Linked DNA regions of Pan troglodytes: region 1 is linked to region 2. A link is a contact called in public HiChIP or PLAC-seq data. All regions are on one chromosome and are shown on one strand. The core of a region is the stretch at or near the end of the contact, and the rest is flanking DNA. Distances in the headings are between cores, read along the strand shown. Region 1 holds the start of LOC107968425 (non-histone chromosomal protein HMG-14). Region 2 holds the start of ST8SIA2 (ST8 alpha-N-acetyl-neuraminide alpha-2,8-sialyltransferase 2).

Evidence for each region. HiChIP or PLAC-seq counts read pairs in DNA pulled down with a chosen protein or histone mark.
Region 1: an H3K4me3 HiChIP or PLAC-seq map of stem cell-derived excitatory neurons shows a contact between it and region 2, with 5 times the contacts expected there. The contact joins the promoter of LOC107968425 here to the promoter of ST8SIA2 in region 2. A contact is called at or near these places in 2 of 7 Hi-C or Micro-C datasets (induced pluripotent stem cells and stem cell-derived neural progenitor cells) and 1 of 1 datasets of contacts at active chromatin or transcription factors (stem cell-derived excitatory neurons).

The regions. Positions count from the first base shown.
Region 1 is chr16:84,505,789-84,512,636 of NHGRI_mPanTro3-v2.0_pri, forward strand. LOC107968425 (non-histone chromosomal protein HMG-14) reads left to right here and starts at 4,668. Exons shown (of 1, transcript XM_016927467.3): 1 at 4,668-5,096. The coding sequence starts at 4,776. The coding sequence ends at 5,078. The region is part of intron 3 of LOC107968485 (histone H2A.V-like); the gene reads right to left.
Region 2 is chr16:84,190,644-84,197,971 of NHGRI_mPanTro3-v2.0_pri, forward strand. It overlaps ST8SIA2 (ST8 alpha-N-acetyl-neuraminide alpha-2,8-sialyltransferase 2), which reads left to right and starts at 3,699. Exons shown (of 6, transcript NM_001037300.1): 1 at 3,699-3,796. The coding sequence starts at 3,699.

The DNA.
Region 1 (6,848 bases), core at 3,418-5,917, 320 kb after region 2:
GTCAGTTGCATATGTTGAGTCACCCTGAGACAATGGAGGTCTTCTTCGGGCTGAATTTAACATCACAAATCATCACCTTAAATGCATGGGTACTGGAGAGGCGTAGCCAGGTATTATGAAGGCTTTAAAACCCATACTCATAAAATATAACAGAAAAATTCGTCTTTCAGGTTTACAACCAACAAAATCTGTGATCTCTCTTTTGTGAATGCTTTTAATGTTCTCTGCAGAGCAGCGAGCAGTAGACCCTGGTGCAAATGTGGGGTTGAGCAGCTCCCTGACTGATAAGCCAGACTTCAGGCTCATTCTGGAGTCTTCCAAGATCCCTGGGTTACAAGCAAAGTCAGGTTGATTGCATTTGGTTTGAAGTCAATTCGACAACCCAGGTGTTTGGGGCTTTCCTTTTGTATGGTTTGTTCTAGAAGGGCGGTAACCCTGTAATGACCAGCTACCTTCATGGGTTCTCTGTTTGAGGTCATCACGGAGACAACACAGAGTATCCTTCGAGGCTCTTTTTGTGGTGTTCGCTCTTTCTGTTTTTAAGAGACAGGGTCTCTCTCTGTCACCCAGGCTGGAGTACAGTGCTATAATCATAGCTCATTTCAGCCTCAAACTCCTAGGCTCAAGAGCTCCTCCTGCCTCAGCCTCTTTAGTACCTAGAAATACAAGTGTGTACCACCGTACCCTGCTAAATTTTTGTGTGTGTGTGAAGACAGGGGTCTCACTGTGTTGCCCAGGCTGGTCTTGAACTACTGGGCTCAAGTGATCCTCCCTCTTCAGCCTCCCAAAGTGCTGGGATTACAGGCATGAGCCACAATGGCCAGCCTGTGGCATTCACTTTTCTCATCACTAGCTTTTGACCCCCAAATCACCCCCCTTCTCAACCCTAACCCAAATTGCCTCGAAGAGCCTGGATCAACCCCTGGGGGAGTCAAAAGAGGCTGCCTCGTGTCCAGCTGGAGCCAGGCGCTGTGAGGCAGACAGATAGCAGAGGGTCCTCACTCTCAAGGGCTTTGTGCTGACACCCAGGCCCTGCCTCCCCTCTGCTTTCCCAGTTCCTGCCAGTCATGGCCTCCCAAACCTGCTGACTTCCTGTGTTCTCTGACTCAGTGAATGGCACCAACATCCCCTAATCTCCAAGTTACCAAGTCAGAAACCTGCAAGTCATCTTTGATTTCAATCAAACCACCTCTTGGTCCTCTTCAATCTGTTCACTCAGAGGTGCCGCAGGATGTAAGGAGATGTGCACTACGCAGTTCTAAGGGCGATACCCTCTGGAGCTGGCAGCAGAAAAGGGCACGTTCCACTCCTTCCTATTTCCGTCATCTTAGCTCTAACCTCCATCTGCACCCTGGAAGAGAGTCAGCCTAGTCTGGAGGAGGGCAGTCCTGGCGCCTGCCTGAGTTTTGCCTCACCCACCCCGTCTCCACAGAGTCATCTCTTGAAAAGTCATCTCTTACCACGTCACTCCCTGCTTCAAACCCTCCCTCCAGTGGATCCTATTGTCTTCAGGATAAGATCCTAACTCCCTGGCAAGGCTTACAAGACACAAGAGGCTCAGCATGACTTGGCCCCTGCTTCCCTCTTCAACTTCAACTTAGGACTACACAACCACTATGGGAGACCTTATATTCCAGCCATGTGAGCATCAGGAGATTCTCAGACTCTCCCACATCATTACTCACCTTAGGGCCTTTGCATTAATTGTTTCCTCTGCCTAGGCCTCGACCACCCAGCTCCCACTCACCTCTGCCCTTACTTCATGGTTCATCTAGCTAAACTCCTATGCACCCCTCAGGACCCAGCTCAAACATCACCTCCTCCAGGCTGTACTCCCTGACCAGAATTGCCTGCATCCTCTCTCTCCCCAACTTGAGTCTAGTCTGGCTTCTTCACCAAAGGGCCTGTAAGAACAAAAAGCAGATCGAATTCATAAGCTCAATAAATAGTTACTGCATGCCAGACGGGGGTCTCCCAGGCCCCCCGACTCCTCAAGCCCTCTGAATGGTTGAAGAACCTTCTGTTGCAACTCTTCCCCTAGAAAAGAATTTCTTTGCAGCATGCCCACTTCAGGAAACTCCCAGTGCTGCGTGAAATCTCACCAGCTCAGCACTGGCCTCTGCCCTTCCTCCTGGCCAGCCACCCCCTTCGCCTCTCCGCTCTCAGCCCCATCAGCCTGGGCCCCCCTCGAGCTCAAGCCTCTCCAAGACTGTTTCTGTTGCTCTCTAATTGCTCAGTGGAGATACCATCTCTTCCTTTACCAATTGTTCCTGCACAGTAAACAGAAACCACCTGGCGAAGATCCAAAAACCAATCATCCTACAAAGTTATCACTGGCTCCTTGAAAGAAAATCGGACCTATGTCCTGCCCCAGGCTCTCTCTCCTCCCAAGCTTTCTGACTCCTCAGTGAACCTGTTGCACTCTATTTCAAAAATATTTCCTGCTCCGTTCAAATTGCAAAGGGTGAACACATTTAATGAAGTCCGAGACGACCCATTTCCCCCAAGTATCCTACCATGTGTCTAGTAATGACAACACTTGGCCTCTTTATCAAACCCACCAGCTCCTATGCCTGCAGCCGGCAGCCTCTGCTTGCCCCAGGGGGGAGTCCTTCTCAGCAGAAGCTGCCCTGAGCAGATCAAATCTTCGGATATCATTCAGGTGTCCTGCTCAGTCTGTTCCTAACCAAGCCTGGGGCAGGAACCCTGGCACAGGTGGTGGTGTTCAGAGGAAAGAATGTGGGCCAGGAGCCTTGAATGGTCCCAAGGGCCTAGGATGATGCTAGGTGACACTGATCTGTTCCAACTAAGACTCTTACTCTTGGGAATCAGCTTAGTAGCTTCCAGTGACAGTCCCAGACTCTGGCACTGAGAGGAACTCAAGAAACCACTGAGTGCAGGGCTCACGATGAGCACCTCTTTGCTAAACATGCCTCATATGGGGACAGGATGTCAGTAATGTGGTTGTGGTGGGGAAGAAAGATGTTGGCAAAGGGAGGTAGAAGGCCCTCTGCAGCCAGATAGACGTAAGCACCTCCCTGGTTCACTAATTTCTGCATTGAGCTTCTGTATACACCGATACCATTTTTGACTATTACTGTGTGGCGGGAACTGTGCTGAGAGCTATACATGCCCTAGTTCATGTCTTCCTCTAACCCACCCAGGTGGAAGGAATTACTATGAACCCCAACCGACAGGTAAAGACATTGAGATTTAGGGCAGCTGTGACTCACTAGTATCATCGAGAGTCCACCAGGGCACTGGTGTGTCCGGACTTGGTGGGTTCTTGGTCTCACTGACTTCAAGAATGAAGCCGCGGACCTTCGCGGTGAGCGTTACAGTCCCTAAAGGCGGCGTGTCCGGAGTTTGTTCCTTCTGTTGTTCGGATGTGTTCAGAGTTTTATGCCTTCTGGTGGCTTCGTGGTCTCACTGGCTTCAGGAGTGAAGCTGCAGACTTCGCGGTGAGTGTTACAGCTCTTAAGGCACCGCATCTGGAGTTGTTCATTCCTCCAGGTGGGTTCATGGTCTCGCTGGCTTCAGGAGTGAAGCTACACACCTTCGTGGTGAGTGTTACAGCTCATAAAGGCAATGTGGACCCAATGAGTGAGCATCAGCAAGACTTATTGTCAAGACCGAAACAAAACCACTGCGGCCTCGGGCAGCCTGCTTTTATTGTCTTATCTGGCCCCACCCACATCCTGCTGATTGGTCCATTTTACAGAGAGCTGATTGGTCCGTTTTGACAGGGTGCTGATTGCTGCCTTTACAATCCCTGAGCTAGACACAAAAGTGCTCCACCTCCCCACTAAATCAGCTAGATACAGAGTGTGATTGGTGCATTCACAAACCCTGGCTAGACACAGGGGGCTGATTGGTGTGTTTACAAACCTTTAGCTAGATACAGAGGGCCAATTGGTGTATTTACAATCCCTTAGCTAGACATAAAGATTCTCCAAGTCCCCACCAGACTCAGGAGCCCAGCTGGCTTCACCCCGTGGATCCCACACCGGGGAGGCAGGTGCACCCGCACTCCTCAGCCCTTGGGTGGTCGATGTGACTGGGCACCTTGGAGCAGGGGGCGGTGCTCGTCGGGGAGGCTCGGGCCGGGCACAGGAGCCCACCGCAGGGAGGGGAGGCTCAGGCTTGGCGGGCTGCAGGTCCCAAGCCCTGCCCCGCGGGGAGGCAGCTAAGGCCCGGCGAGAAGTCGAGCTCAGCAGCTGCTGGCCCAGGTGCTAAGCCCTTCACTGCCTGGGGCTTGTGGGCCGGCCGGCCGCTCCAAGTGCGGAGCCCGCCGAGGCCACGCCCACCCGGAACTCGCGCTGGCCTGCAAGCGCCGAACGCAGCCCGGGTTCCTGCCTGCGCCTCTCCCTCCACACCTCCCTGCAAGCTGAGGGAGCCGGCTCCGGCCTTGGCTAGCCCAGAAAGGGGCTCCCACAGTGCAGCGGCGGGCTGAGGGGCTCCTCAAGTGCCGCCAAAGTGGGAGCCCAGGCAGAGGAGGTGCCGAGAGCGAGCAAGGGCTGCAAGAGCTGCCAGCACGCTGTCACCTCTCACTGGCATTCTCCCTCAGGCCCGTCACACACCAGATACCACGCTCGTAACCACTGGGCCACGCTGCACAGGCTCCTGACTAGGGAGCTAAACAATAAATAAATGTGGCCTAGCTCAGCAGCTCGGGCGGCGGGAGGAGCGGCAGCGGCAAGGCAGCCCAGTTTCGCGAAGGCTCTCGGCGCGCCGCGGCCCGCAGGCACCCGGCACGCGCCTTCCCCGCCGCCAGGATGCCCAAGAGGAAGGTCAGCTCCGCCGAAGGCGCCGCCAAGAAAGAGTCCAAGAGGAGATCGGCGCGGTTGTCAGCTAAACCTCCTGCAAAAGTGGAAGCGAAGCCGAAAAAGGCAGCAGCGAAGGATAAATCTTCAGACAAAAAAGTGCAAACAAAAGGGAAAAGGGGAGCAAAGGGAAAACAGGCCGAAGTGGCTAACCAAGAAACTGAAGAAGATTTACCTGCAGAAAACGGGGAAACGAAAACTGAGGAGAGTCCAGCCTCTGATGAAGCAGGAGAGAAAGAAGCCAAGTCTGATTAATAACCATATACCATGTCTCATCAGTGGTCCCTGTCTCCCTTCTTGTACAATCCAGAGGAAAATTTATATCAACTATTTTGTAAATGCAAGTTTTTTAGTAGCTCTAGAAACATTTTTAAGGAGGAGGGAATCCCACCTCATCCCATTTTTTAAGTGTAAATGCTTTTTTTTAAGAGGTGAAATCATTTGCTGGTTGTTTATTTTTTGGTACAACCAGAAAATAGTGTGGGATATTGAATTATGGGAGGCTCTGACTGTCTCGGGTGTCAGCTTAACATTCCATAGATGGGGGGTTAGTTTTTATATCCCATAATACAAAGCATATTAAATGGCAATATGGAGTCAGTCCTGCATTTAATGTCTTGAACATTTTTAATTACTTCTATTACCATGTTGTTTTTTAGTATAATTGTTTCCTAAAGAAAACCACTCTTTGATCATGGCTCTGTCTGTCAGAATTGTGTGTACTCTGTAACATCTTTGGTTGTGGTAGTCCTGTTTTCCTAATAACTTACTGTGCTGTGAAAGATTACAAATTTGAACATGTAGTGTACGTGCTATTGAGTTGTGAACTGGTGGGCCGTATGTAACAGCTGACCAACATGTGAAGATACTGGTACTTGATAGCCTCTTAAGGAAAATTTGCTTCCAAATTTTAAGCTGGAAAGTCACTGGAATAACTTTAAAAAAGAATTACAATACATGGCTTTTTAGAATTTCGTTACGTATGTTAAGATTTGTGTACAAATTGAAATGTCTGTACTGATCCTCAACCAATAAAATCTCAATTATGAAAAAAATATTTTAAAAATGTGGCCTAAACAATAAATAAATAAATAAATACCAATTTCTCCAGGAAATGCACATCAAACCCCACCGCAATCACTTCATACCCATTAGGATGGCTCTAATTTTTTTTTAATCAGAAAATAAAAAATGTCAACAAGGATGTGGAGAAATTAAAACCCTTGTGTACTGCTATGGGAAAAAGTATAGTGGTTCCTCAAAAAATTAAACATAAATTCCACTTCTGAGTATATGCCTAAAATAATTAAAAGCAGGGACTCAAATTTTTAAATGTTTATTTTTTAAAAAAATTATTTATTTATTTTTAATTTCAATAGTTTTTGAAATAGCCAAAAGGTGGAAGCAACCCAAATATCCTTAAACAGATTAACAGATTTTTAAAATGTGGTCTAAGTAAGTGGATAAAGAAAATGTAGCATATATACCCCATGGAACACTACTCAGCCATCAAAAGGAACGAAATAATGTCTTTTGCGGCAACTTGGATGGAGCTGGAGGCCATTATTCGAAGTGAAGTAACTCAGGAATGGAAAACCAAATACCATATGTTCTCACTTATAAGTGGGAGGTAAGCTATAAGTAGGCAAAGGCATAAGAGTGATATAATGGACTCTGGGGACTTGCAGGGGAAGGCTGGTCGGGGGGCGAGGTATAAAAGACTACACATTGGGTACAGCATACACTGCTTCAGTAACAGGTGCACTAATATCTCAGAAATCAAGGCTGAAGAATGTATCCACATGGCTGGGCACGGTGGCTCACTCCTGTAATCCTAGCACTTTGGGAGGCAGAGGCAGTCGGATCACCTGAGGTCAGGAGTTCAAGACCTGCCTGGCCAACGTGGTGAAGCCCCGTCTCTACTAAAAATACAAAAATTAGCTGGGCGTGATGGCAGGTGCCTGTAGTCCCAGCTACTCGGGAGACTGAGGCAGGAGGATCGCTTGAACCCAGGAGGGGAAGATT
Region 2 (7,328 bases), core at 2,449-4,948:
ATTAAATCAGAGAAATAGCCCAGGTCAGCGCCTTGAACTTGTGTGCGCTCCCAAATGTTAGCTCCACTCCCCCTTGCTCCCTCCCCCGTCTGACTTGCCCCCATTTCCAGCCAGTCACTTGGACAAGTTATTATCAATACAGACCTTACTACTCCCAAGAAGTCGCTCAGGTGAAGATTCTGCATAGCTGGGGTGGAGAGGGGGAGTTTAGCCCTATGTGTAAATGGTAGATACAGTTTTAGAGTTTCCACGAATTCAGGCTTTGGGTGGTTCCCCATTCTCCAGGTTGCAGCTAGAAGGACAAACATGCCCTCAGCCAGTGTCAGACACAAGGAAGGGGTGTCCATGTGTGACCCTGTTGGGCTCCTTTGAGCTTCTGAAAAGCCTCTTGGCCCTCTGTCCCTCATTACTACAAACTGCCCAGGGCCTTACCAGTTGCCTGAATAGCTTATATACTCAATTAATTTGAGTTAAAATGTTAATGGGTGGTAATGGCCTTTAATTTGCCACCACTTCCTCATTTTAACCCAAACATTCAATGACTTAGTCTACAGAAGTGATGGCTGTAGGACCTTCGGGCTTCTTGGAAAATCCAAGGCAGGAAAAGAGACTTGCTTAAACAGAGGGGTAAGCAGGAGGGGAGGGGTCAGGGTGGCCGAGCCAAGCACATGCCCATGTGGCAGTTCACATCACCAGTCTGACATTCTCCGCCAATCTCATCAGTCTTCCTCTTTCCAGATTCCAGGAACAAACTCATTTTGCAGAGGCAGCAACGGGTGGTGGATGTACACGAACACTTGTTAAAGGAGCTGGCCCAACAAGACCCAAACCTAAGTGATCACAGATAGCAGGTATTCTATAGTCAACGATCACAAGGGTCCCCCATCACCCTCCAAGAAAAATCCCACTTCAGTGACTCTCATTGCAAGGACAGCATCTATGTGAGGAAGCTAGCTCTACTTCCAAGCAGGTATGCTTGAGATATTGCTCTGTGGGTCTGATTACAGGGATTTCTCTATACGGAATCGAACCATTCAACAAAAGGTTCTACTGTTTTCTGTCCACTCATATGACTTTTGTCTGGTGGGTGCGAAGGAGGAAGACTGAGCCTGGGATGAGAACATGGGCCACCTAACAGGAAACGGAAATAGATTCTGCTGTAATCGTGGGTCACCTAACAGGAAATGGAAATAGACTCTGTTGTAATCGTGCTTGCAGCAATGAGGTTGAACCGACCTGGTGAATTTAGTATCACGGCAACACTTCCACGATGTTCTACATGGTAAGAGTGCAGTAGGTAGAGAAGTAGAGAAGCAGAGAACAGAGGAGAGAAAGGTCAGTTTCTTCTTGCTCTTTTGGGGGATCTTATTAATCAATTATAAGTGAGCCAGGAGACCTTAGCTCTACTGCAGCTCAAATCCCCTATCATAAGTAGACACTTGAATGTCTGTCTTCCTTTTGAACAGTGAGCCACTAGAGGGCAGGAAACCCGAGGTGTCTCTCTCCATTTGGTGTCTCTAGCTCCTAGCACAGAGCCTGGTACAAGGTAGGTTAAATATTGCTGCACGTTGGAGTGAGTGGAGGAGCGATTCAAATACAGAGCTGCATACCAGGCGCATCCTGTACTTTCCTCTCCCTATTCAGGTATCCCAACCATTCCCTTCAGAAAAACAAGGCAAAATGATGACAAAAACCACTCCACACCTCCTAAACCACCCTTCAAGCAAGACAAAGGGAAAGATTTTGGCATTTTGAAAACTTGAAATAAGGATGGTTAGACCCCGTGCCAGCCACACTGATGGGAAACCCTCCTTTGACATCTCATCCCTGCCTCTAACAGACAGGGAGAGTGACGTCCAACATTGTTCTCAACATCAGAAAAACCTCACCCCAAGAAAAATACATGGTATTTTCGAAGTGTTTACTGTAAAAGGAGCAGGGTGCACTGACTTCGCCAAGGGATGGGAAGGAAATGAAGCGCTGAGGTGGGAATTAGTACACGCTTCCTGTGGGGAAAAGACATCTGCTCCTGGCACTCCTGAAAGGAGGTGATGCAGAGCTCTCCCTTGACGCTGTGCTGCTTCCCCAATCCACTCTCCAGGCTGGGTGATGGGACCTCTTCCTGCAGGGGAGAGCCTGCCCTGGCTCCCAGGGTCAACAAGCGCAGCAGCCCCCGGCTTGGAAGCCTCCCTCCTGCCCCTCCTTACACACGAAGGGGCAGAAGGGCTCTGGGCACAAGCAGTGCTTTGGTAGAAAATCTTACATCCCCGGGGGCGCCATGAAGGGACTTGGCTGCTGCCAGCCCCTCGCCAAACTCCTCTGAGTGGTCCAGGGGATAAGGCCAACCCGCCCCTCCCATTCACTGGGGTGTGGTTTCCAGCACTCAGGACATTCCATGTAGCTTCTCCAACAGGACTCCTCCCCACACTCAAACCCAAAGGACGCTTTCATAAACCAGATGATCATTTCTGGAAAGTTACATTTCTTAATTTCAGGAATTGTTCCAATTCGTGCAAAGAAAATAAAAGGTAATTATCTAATTCCAGTAAAACTTAATGGGGCCCTTCCCACCCCTGGCTAATGGTTGGTGTGAAATGTAATTTGACTTAAACTGTCTAAGGCTGTGAAAGTGTAAAATATTCGGAAGGGTGGGGGGCATTACCCCTTGTGGGAGCCATATTTTTCTAGAAGGCATTTTGATCAAGACAGGACTCCCGCGGTTATTGATTTTGGGGTCATTAAGAGTCCAAGAACTGGGGAGATGAAGGCCACCCGGCGTCAGCACCGCGAGGGCGGAGGGAAGGCGGGCGCTGAGTCTCCCATTGGGGTTCTAGCCGAGGGTTCCAGCCAGGATTGCGTGATCTGGGGGCAGCTCGGAGAGCTCTCCCGACCCAGTATCGGGTCTATAAATGGAGATCAAGATAAGCACCTGGAGGGAGTGGTTTCTCGAGGGCTGAGAGCCTCGCCCACAAACTGTAGTCAGCATCTTCACCGAAGTTGGCCTGTCTTGGATATTTCTTCTCTCCTCCCCTTCCCCCACCTCCCCTCCTAATTCATCAACTGCTGAAACATCTGCCTGGCTGAAACCGCCTTCTCGCCGCGCGCTGGGGGCTGTCCCCAGGTGTTGGTCTTTGTGTCGAGAAAACTTTGCGAGGAGGCGAAGGAGCTGGACAAAGAGCGGGCGAGGGAGGGCGTTTGCCAGCCTGAGGGGTGCGCCGGGCGGTGCGCGCACTTCCCTGGGCTCAGCTCCGTACCCGGTCGCTCGCGGTGGCCAGAGCCCAGCCTCTCTAGGCCAGGAGTGGCGTCCGGCTGCATCCCCGCGCCCTCGGGAGCTGAATAAAGCCAGGCGGGAGAAGCAAAGGCTAGCGCCCGGACGCTGGAGTTGGTGGGAGGAGGCGAGCAGAGGCGCGGAGCAAAGCTGTCAAACTGCGCGCGGAGCCGGGCGCGGGGCGGGGGAAGGGAGAGGAGGGAGGGAGGGGCAGGCGGGAGCCGAGAGGGAGCGAGCGGGCTCGCCGCGCCTGAGCAACCCCTGCCTGTCGCTGCCGCTGCCGCTGCCGCCGCCGGCCCGGACTCGTCCGGAGCGCAGGGTGTCTGCCCAGCTGCGCGCGGCGCGCGGAGGCTCCGGCGTCCGCCGCTGCGCCCTCCAGCCCCTGCTCCTCGCGCCGGCCCGCGTGGGTCCCGGCGGGCGCGAACCCACCATGCAGCTGCAGTTCCGGAGCTGGATGCTGGCCGCGCTCACGCTGCTCGTGGTCTTCCTCATCTTCGCAGACATCTCAGAGATCGAAGAAGAAATCGGGTAAATAGCTGCGCCCAGGCCCGTGCCACGAGCCCTGGCGGGATCTCTCCCTCCTTCTGTACTCTCCACCCTCCGACCCCCTTTGTGTGCGCCGCGCCCCGCTGTAGCTCCGCTGGAGAGATGGGGACGGTTTGGCAGAAGGTGGCGGCGACAGGGGCCCGGGACGGTTTGGGGAGAGGAGGGTGGGGGCGCGGCTGCTGTGGGGTGTCCCCGGGCGGGGTTCACGGGAAGCCCCCAGCTGGCCCGCGTCTGGAAGCGGACTCGCCCACCCTGCCCCCCTGCCTGGCGTGTCCAAGCGCAGTGTCGCCGGGGTCGAGGGAGGGCGCCGGGGAGTGTCTCGGGAGGGCGCCGGGGAGTGTCTCGGGCGGGCGGAGGGGCCGAGAGTGGAGGGAGGCAGGAGTTTCTTTGTCTCCAGCACGGCCGCTTTCTCGCCTTGGCAAAGTGGGCAGGGGGCGCGCAGCGATCTCTGAGCTGGGGGAGGGGTTCCCCGGGCCGGAGCGGAGGGCGGGGTTCTGCATGGGCTACTGGGAAGCGGAATGTCCCCTGCACACACAGACAGGCACACGCGCCTCCCGCCGGCCCGGGAGCCCGGCGTAGGAGCTGGCACCACTAGAGAAGGGCTCGCATAGCTGGACTGAGACCCCCGCCCTCGCCTGGCTTTGGACGTTCAGCCAAGCCGCGGCGACCCCGGCGACCCTGGGTTCCTGTGCGCTCGCAGCGCGGAGACGGAGACATTTCGGGAAAGTCTGTACCGCCGCCCGGTGGGCTTCTGGGCCCTCAGGCGGGCGATCTGGCCCTTTTTTTCTTCCGACCTCGCCAGAGATAGGGTGGGACCGCGATCCCGGATCCTCCCGGCTCCGGACTTCCTGGAGTGCGCACTTGAGGCGCGGGACGCACCGGCTGTGTGTCCCAGGGGCTGAGACTCGCGCCCCGCCCCGCAGCCTTCGGCTCGCCGGGCCGGGCCCCTCTCCAGAACCTCCAAAGGGCGGTAGACGACAGGTGGGGAGGCAGCCGGGGTTCTGAGGAGGCCCGAGGAGAGCTTCCTGGCCCTGGGCAAGGGGAAGGTGAGGTCTCAGAGAGGGCAGAAGGTCTCTTCCTCTGTGGGATTTGTGCTCTGCCAGGCGCTCTTCTCGAGTCCCGCGCCGCGTGCGCCCCTCCTTTGTCCCATTTGTTACTTCATTTGTTATCTGTGCTAGTTGAGGGTCCGCCACACTGTCAGTCCCTCAAATGGGAGATGCCAGTCCTGGGCCCAGGGGGGATGCCGAGGCCCCAAGGACAAAAACTTGGGACAAGTGCCGCTTCCTGCTCTCATTTTCTCCCCGCCCCTGCCCATCTCCCCGGAATTCCTTCTGTGAACTCCACTGGGCGTCCAGAACCCCTCTCCCTGCCTCTTTCTCCTCTCATTCTCGGTTTCCCCAAGAGCTCTGAAAACTTTCACAAATGCTGCGCAGTTAATACACAACGTGCCACCAACTCCCACGCAGAGATAAACATGCTACTTTTCATAGCTGCTCGCCTCAGAAACGTGGATCGGAAAGGAAATCGGGCAAGTCACGTCTTGGGGTAATGGAAGATGCGGTGAGGAGGGCCTTCCTCTAGGCTCTTCGGCTTCTTATTCCGGATGGGGGCACTGCCCGGCTCAGATCACTTGCTGACCTTTGCCCATGTGAGAGGGAAGGCCCGGCGCTGCCCATTGTTCTGTTATAAAAACATAAGTGCTGTGCTTATCCAGGCACCCCTAGGTCAGCCATTCACTGAATTCTTACCAAATACCTTCCACATGCTGGGAACTTTTAATTTTTAAAATGCAATCAGGAGATCACTTTGCACATAATGTTGCACTTCCTTGCCAAATGCACGGTGAAGCCTACGCTCCCCACATCAGGTTGTTCCCATATATGTACACGCCCCTGGGACTTGTCTCACTTGAGTGCTCCCTGCTTCTTTTTATCCTGTCTCTGCTGGGCCAATCCTAGGAAAAAACGGTCAAACAAGTACGATGTGTCACCTCCTGTGGCATCTTCCTTCCCTCTCTTGCCTCTCGTCCCAGGCTGACCACTGGCTTGACCAGTCCTGACCAAGCCTGAGACACCTTCTCTCCTAGGCTGATGTAGCTGCCTTAGGTCAACACTGCATATGCCTTTCGACTGGGATGGGCACTCTTGCCCCACCCACGGTCAGCCCCACACATGTTTAATCCAGAGGAATGGAGGCATATTTTGGGATTCACCACGGCTGGAGGAGGAAACACATGGGCAGAGCATGGGAATCCCAACAGCACCTTCTGTCTGCTTACAAGTGAGGGTTTTTTTTGTTTGTTTGTTTTTGTTTTTTGTCATTTTTCTTTTTTTCTTTTTCTTTTTTTTGAGACGGAGTCTCATTCTGTCGCTCAGGCTGGAGTGCAGTGGCACAATCTCGGCTCACTGCAACCTCCGCCTCCCGGGTTCAAGCAATTCTCCTGTTTCAGCCTCCTGAGTAGCTGGGATTACAGGCACGAGCCACCACACCAGGCTAATTTTTGTATTTTTATTAGAGACGGGGTTTCACCGTGTTGGCCAGGCTGGTCTCAATCACCTCAGGGGATCTGCCCACCTCAGCCTCCCAAAGTGCTGGGATTACAGGCGTGAGCCACCCCTCCCGGCACAAGTGAGGTTTTAACACTAAATTCATTCTTGGAATTACCCCAACTTTGGGCAGCTGGGCTCAGTGCCCAGTAAGAGCCTTGGCACACTGGCCAGTGAGGGGCGTCAAGAGGGCTCCGCCTTCCTCACCATATGCCTTCCTGGAGAACTCGAATCATACTCAGGCACAAGAGGCTTTTGCACCAGCCCTGCCCCTCCATCCCCAGCTTACTCCGGACCTGTGCTAGGGAGGATTACAGATGATCTGCGCGTGTCGGCCCCTGGGAGAAAGCGATGGCTCTGTAAAAGGATGGCTGTTTCTGGAAAGTAATGAACAGTGGGACCCTGTGATCTGTTGGAAGGAAGGAAAGATAGAAGGAACCTCTTTTGGGGGTAACTTTTTCAAGGATTAAGGAATTTTAAAAAGTGAAAGAAGAAAGTGAATTACATGTGTATTATCTGGAGGGATAAAACTGAGATTTACTTTTCTGAAGCTTTTGATTCTCTTTTTTTATAAAATGAGGCTTTTAATGTGGTGGTCTCAGAGGTCCTGTCCTGCCTGAAAAATTATACATCATGAATTGAGGGGCAGGGCTTTCTTTGAGGGGAGTTTTCTGAGACACACATCTCTTTTCCTTAGTGATTATTTTCCAAAGTTCCATTTCTGACTCTCTTGCTCTCATTCAACTGGAGCTGACTAAGAAAACAAAATGTAGAAAGATAAGTTCTCTGCAAAGCACCTAGAGAGTCCTGCCTGGTAGCCAAGGAGTGAATTCAAATTCTAAGTCAGAAATTGGGTGGGGCTTTGGTAAAATAGTCCCTGATCAATTCATGCACACTCCCAAGTTTTAGATCCAATTCGACCAAGTTGTAAGCTAAAATCTTCTGATTGTTTCTTGGCCTTTAATCTT